Regions from separate parts of the Danio rerio genome. Here region 1 is linked to region 2. Evidence: chromatin contacts called from public Micro-C data. All regions are on one chromosome and are shown on one strand. Each heading gives the region's core, a stretch centred on a gene start, on an enhancer-like site or on the middle of the called end of the contact. The rest is flanking DNA. Distances are from core to core; before and after follow the strand shown.

The links. Hi-C and Micro-C count contacts between places; a contact is called where the count stands out from the background.
Region 1: a contact with region 2 is called in a Micro-C map of caudal fin, with 11 times the contacts expected there. The contact joins two enhancer-like sites. A contact is called at or near these places in 2 of 18 Hi-C or Micro-C datasets (caudal fin and an unstated tissue).

The regions. Positions count from the first base shown.
Region 1 is chr7:27,979,569-27,982,755 of GRCz12tu, forward strand. The region is part of intron 1 of tub (TUB bipartite transcription factor); the gene reads left to right. Among named protein-coding and RNA genes, the nearest start is that of tub, 59 kb to the left of the region's middle. Within about 2 kb of position 1,298, at least 4 of the 62 cell types and tissues checked have an H3K27ac peak or open chromatin away from gene starts, as enhancers often do. A contact at or near this core is called in caudal fin, where this site is marked.
Region 2 is chr7:27,839,493-27,842,700 of GRCz12tu, forward strand. It overlaps copb1 (COPI coat complex subunit beta 1), which reads left to right. Exons shown (of 22, transcript NM_001002013.1): 14 at 1,301-1,421; 15 at 1,508-1,735; 16 at 1,892-2,071. Among named protein-coding and RNA genes, the nearest start is that of copb1, 15 kb to the left of the region's middle. Within about 2 kb of position 1,944, at least 1 of the 62 cell types and tissues checked has an H3K27ac peak or open chromatin away from gene starts, as enhancers often do. A contact at or near this core is called in caudal fin, where this site is marked.

The DNA of each region.
Region 1 (3,187 bases), core at 48-2,547, 140 kb after region 2:
CCAAATTTAATTTGAAACTAACCTGCAATTAATATGGTAAATTATTCGCCACATAGTGTACTTAATTGGTTTCAATGCTTTTTAAAACTAATTAACATATGTAGGCGTCACGGTGGTGCAGTGGGTAGCACTGTCGTGTCGTCTCACAGCAAGAAGGTCGCTGGTTTGAGCCCCGGCTGGGTCAGTTGGCATTTCTGCGTAAAGTTTGCATGTTCTCCCAGTGTTCACGTGGGTTTCCCTTCACAGTCCAAAGACATGCAGTATAGGTAAATTGAATATGCTAAATTGTCCGTTGTGTAAGTGTGTCAATGGAAGAGTGTATGGGTGTTTCCCAGTGTTGGGTTGCGGCTGAAAGGGCATCCGCTGTGTTCGAGCATCCTGCTGGATAAGTTCATTCTGCTGTGGCGACCTCAGATTAATAAAGGGACTAAGCCGAAAAGAAAATGAATGAATGAACATTTGTAATGGTTTATCTATGAATCATTTTTTTTAAAGACTATTATGAGAACAGTGATTTGAATAACAGAGATGGTGCAAAATGTATTTTCTCTTGTTTATTTATTTATTTATTTATTTATTTATTTATGCAATTGTCTGAATTAAATCTTCATTGGATTAATGTCAGAATATCATAGAATAATGTATATTTTGAGCTATTCGCTAACAAAATAAGTAAGTTTGTTTACATATTATACAGTATGTGCACGTACTGTTATTATGCATATATAAAATGCACACACATACATGGATATGCTTAAAGTTAGATAAATATTAACATGTAAATTTTTTATATACAGTATATAAGGGTGTCACTGTGGCGCAGTTAACAGCACTAATATAAGTTGAAAATGGAAAAAATGGACAACGCATATGAAGCATGATGTCTTTATATATTATTTTCCACTAGATGTCAGTGTAAATCCTGTCATTGATCTCCTTGGCTTGCATTGAGGAATTAATCAAAAAAAACTGGATGCTTTCGAAGAACTGATCTATTTTTACTCAGTCTATGATTCATTGCAATTCACCTATATTAAAGTACAGTGCACATATTGTATATGCAGAAATATGTATATGTATCTGCAAAATCAAACTGGAGCTACAGTGTATTCCTCTTCTCTTTCTTCTCTTGTATGTCTTCTGCAGTGTAGTGATAAGGCATCTCCATTCACAGCTCATCAGTGTATGTGAGTACTATTACAATAGCAGAGCTGATGGCTGCACATGATGTGTTTCATAGGCTGATACTGTGCTCCATTTTGTTCTGTGCTTTTTTTTTTTTTTTTGGCAGTAATTAGTCTCTTGTTGCTATGGTTGTGGGCTGCGGTGTTGCAGTGTGTGTGTTGGTTGAAGCAACCAGACGTGGCAAAGACGTCATCTCATTAGTAGCAGTCGGTGAGAGTGTGAAAAGCAGACACAGTCGCTAGCATGTGTGCATAATCAGTGCTTAGAAATGCCAAAAATTAACCTGGAATATTGCTGTGCTGTGGTATTTGGGATTCTTTGGGTTAAAACCCTGTTTCTGTGATATTTAAAGGAGGATTAGATGTGCTATTTTGCTCCTTTAATTAAACTTGATGATGTGCCAGCATCTCAGAAATGTCATGTTTTGAAAACTTTTAACCTTTGGCAATTAAAAGTGAACTTGACATTGAATTAGTATTAATTATATTACCAGAAACAATGGGATAAATCTACAACAGGTCTGTCTGGTTCTCAAATGTGATTGGCTGACAGCCGTGCAATATTCTGCAATGACAGCACTCTTACAACCTCTTCATTCTTATGTGTTACTTCACCCACATAGAGTGACAGCAGATCAATAAACTTACTACAGTTTGACAAATATTGCAGCTGTTGGGCAACATAATGTGCTTTTGAGGCTTTTTATGTGAGAATGTAGTTGTTTAGATTAGAAAAACATCTGTAAATTAATGGTTTTCCATATTTTGTGATTCCTGTTTCCCTATTTATTTATGTTTTTGAATGGCGATGTTGAACCTTGATTTTTCTTCCAAAGAAAAAAAAATTAACCTTGCTTTAAAGTTCTAAAAAGTCACTGATATTAATTTTTTTTTTAATATATTTTAAAGTGATATATTGTCTGGGTTGGTGTTTATTGGAAAAAAAAACCTTATAATAAACTGTCTATACATTTTCTTTTTCTATACATTTTACATGTTTATTTCCCTCTATATTATTTCTTATACAGTATGTTATTTCCAACTAAAGGTCAATAACAGTCACTTTGTTGAACTGTAGAGTTAAACATCAAAACTTGAAAGAGCAAAGACCAAGGTCACAAATGGAACCATAAATAAACAGAAAGCACAAAATAGACTGTATTAGTGTTGTAAACTGTTCATTAACAGACAGTTTTTTTAGTGTAGAGATAGGATAGCACCAGCAGCAGCAACACTGATTTGATATCACTTTACATGTAATAATATTAAATGTTTTGAGTTGACTGTATTAGCAGTATTTTAAGACAAAAAAAAAACATCTTGCTAGTTGTTATAGAAATGTTTTAATCAAAGCATAAAAGTAAAATGAAATAAAACTGTAAAAATATATAATAATAATATAAGTTGTACAGACATGTAGTATGTAGATAGAACAAAAAACTAATAAAAATAACAAAAATTCAACATAATTATCCAAACCTTGAGATTAAAATGGAACAGAAAATGTAAATATAGCAAAAATTAGACTTTGAAATTTAGAAGTAACTTAAAAAAGAATTAAAATACTTATTCATTAATTTTCCTTCAGCTTAGTCCCTGATTTTATCAGAGGTCACCACAACGGAATGAACTGCCTAAAACACTCTTTTAATAGTTTTAATTAAAATAATAATAAATATAATAGTCTAAATATAATAGTCATAATATAATATAATATAATATAATATAATATAATATAATATAATATAATATAATATAATATAATATAATATAATATAATATAATATAACATAATATGGGGCAGTTTCCCCCACGGTCTAAACATATGCACTATAGATGAATTTAATTAAACTAAATTGGCTGTAGTGTATTTGTGTGAATGCAAGTGTGTATGGGTGTTTTCCAGTGTTGGGTTGCAGCTGGAAGAGCATCTGCTGCATAAAACATATGCTGGATAAGTTGGCAGTTTATTTTGCTGTGGTGACTCCTGATTAATAAAGAGA
Region 2 (3,208 bases), core at 694-3,193:
ATCTCTGTCTTTCTCTGACAACTGTCATGCATGATTGGCTTGTTCAACCGCAAAGACCTCACAAATTCAATCTGACAGCTTCCAAACATTTTTTGTCATGTTTAATAATGATTGAGAGCTCATAAACCCCTTGGCTCATAAGTTCTTTTCACATGCACGGTATGAAACATGACCATATGAGCATAATGTGGTTCCTGATAGGGGGTAATAGTGTACGAGTTTGAACAACAGAAAAATGTGTATGCTCACTTTAAATGTATAGTTTACCCAAGATACGTGTTATTCACCCTTCACTTGACTGTTTTCCTGTCGAACACTAAGGGTGCTTTCACACCTGCCTTATTTAGTTTGGTTGATTCACACTAGATTTCGTTTTCCCCTTTTGGTGCGGTACGTTTAGGCAGGTGTGAATCTAGCAATCACACTCAAGTGCGTATCAAAAGCGGACCAAACTAAAACCCTACCGCAAAAAGTACTGCACCTTTTTGGACTAATCCAGCTGCCGTAGACCGATGCGCTGTGCATTATGAAATGTGAAGGAAAAATAATTGTTGACAGCGCTTTACCAACAGAGAGAGAGAGAGGGAAAAATATTACCTGATGGATTGCTGGTATTATTTCCGGAAGATGACCATCTCGCAGTTTAGCAAAATAAATTTACGCCTCCTTCTGAAGTGACTTACTATGTGCCTTTTTCGTTTGTAATGCTTTAAAACATTGTTTTCCGGCTGCAGCCACGCTTTATTCTCGAAATGTAACTATAGTTTGTCTAAAGTAATGTATACAATCAATCACCGCAGTCGTAGCTCCATAGTCATTTTGTGTCTGCCAGTTTGTTTACTTGCTGGAGTTCCATTGGCATTTTCCTGCGCATGAATTCTGACCAATCAAAAAGCAGTTTAAGAAATATGCTCAATAAAATCTGGCCAATGAGTAATGTGGATTTTGTCAGATGACTGCATTTTGGTTCTTTTCAACTGGTTCAGACCAAAGCAATCAATGTGGTGTAAAAAGGACCCAAAGACAGCAGAAAATGCTATAATGTATCATTTATTGCCCTTGGTCCGGATAAAATGAAGCAAACTACAGATGTGAAAGCACCATAAGATATTTCGAATAAAGCTGAAAACCTGTATCCATTGACTTTCATGGGAGGTAAAACAAATACTATACAGTCAAAGGTAGGTTACAGGTTTTCAGCTTTCTTCGAAATATTTTTTGTTGTGTTCAACAGAATCATCTCTACTGTACTGATTTACCACAGATAATTTCATCTTTATCATACATGTCTATTCCGCAGGCCTCCTCTGAGGGGTTTCCTGATGGATGGAGACTTTTATGTTGCTGCCTCACTGGCCACCACCCTCACCAAAGTGGCCCTGCGCTATGTTGCCCTCGCAGAAGACAAAAGAAGACAAAATGTAAGTTTGCATGTTTATCACTGCTTCTCTGATGAACTCTGGGTCAGCATATTAATCAAGTCTAATGGATGTTTTCCTACTCTTAGTCGTTCGTAGCAGAGGCCATGCTGATCATGGCCACTGTGCTCCATCTGGGCAAGTCATCTCTACCCAAGAAGCCCATCACTGATGATGATGTGGACCGGATCTCACTGTGTCTCAAGGTCCTGTCCGAGTGCTCGCCTCTTATGAATGACATCTTCAACAAAGAGTGCCGCAGATCCCTGTCCCATATGCTCGCTGTTCGACTGGAAGAGGAGAAACTGTCTCAGAAGGTAAACATGTTAATGCTTGTTGATTACCTACTAAATAATGTGCTCATGTTACTGCTACATCCATGTAAAGGTGATTCTTTTGTTATGCTATGACTAGATTGTTGCTGGTTTTATTTGTGGCCATTTTAATAAATTCTGCTGTTCTTGTTTTATCAGAAAGAGTCTGAGAAGCGTAATGTGACTGTTCAGGCCGACGATCCAATCTCCTTTATGCAGTTAACTGCTAAGAATGAGATGGCGTCCAAAGAGGACCAGTTCCAGCTCAGTCTGCTGGCCGCTATGGGCAATACTCAGAGGAAAGAAGCCACAGATCCACTGGCCTCCAAACTTAATAAGGTGTTTAGCAGATTTTGTCAGTTTGAATCTTGTTTTTGTAATGGTGACTAACTAGCTGGAGCCTAAACATAGTTGAAAAGTTTGTCTGTTCACCACCAGAGGGCATGTTTGTTCAACTGATGGAAATTTTAACGCTTAAAGGGATAGTTCACTCAAAGCTGTTCGACTTTCTTCTGTTGAACACAAGATATTTTGAAGCAACCTGGAACCTGTTCAATTATGGGGAAAAAATCATAATCACGATTTTGTTGGTCATAATTGTAATCATGATTATTCAAAATGATATACAGATGAAGTCAAAATTATTCTCCCTCCCGTGAATATTATTATTATTTTATTATTATTATTATTATTTTTTATATATTTCCCAAATTATGTTAAACAGAGCAAGGCATTTTTTGCAGTAATTGCTATAATATTTTTCTTCTGGAGAAATTCTTATTTGTTTTATTTTTTTTCTAGAACAAAAGCATGTTTAAATACTTTGAAACCTATTTTAAGGTCAATATTATTAGCCCCCTTAAGCACAATATTTTTTGATTGTATGCAGAATAAGCTACTGTTATACAATGCCTTACCTAATAATCCTAATTAAGCCTTTGAATTGCACCTAAAGCTGAATGCTTGTATTTAAAAAAATATCTAGTTAAATATTATGTACTGCAAAGACACCGCATAGCAAAGATAAAAGAAATCAGTTATTAGATAAATGACTTATTAAACTTATGTTTACAAATGGGTTGAAACAATCTTCTCTCCGTTAAACAGAATTTGAGGGAAAAAGGGTTGCTAATAATTCAGGAAGGCTAGTAACTCTAATTACAATACAAATGTGTCCAACTGGAGAGGGGGAGGTATATGATGCAATAATCCTTTTATCTTAATTAATGTTTTTTTTTATAATCGTTTGAAGTCGAAATCGAAACTAAATTTTCGATTAATTGCACAGCCCTAGTATATAGCAAGTAAATGTTTGGGTGAACTGTCCCTTTACAGCATCACTTCTGGCAACAGTCTAAGAATGTCCCACTTGTGTACAGGAACTCAGTAAAATATATCCATATGAACAAATAGTTTGTGCTAATCAGTTAGATTACCATGACTGTTTATTGACTTAAAGGCTTCCCAGTGACGTTT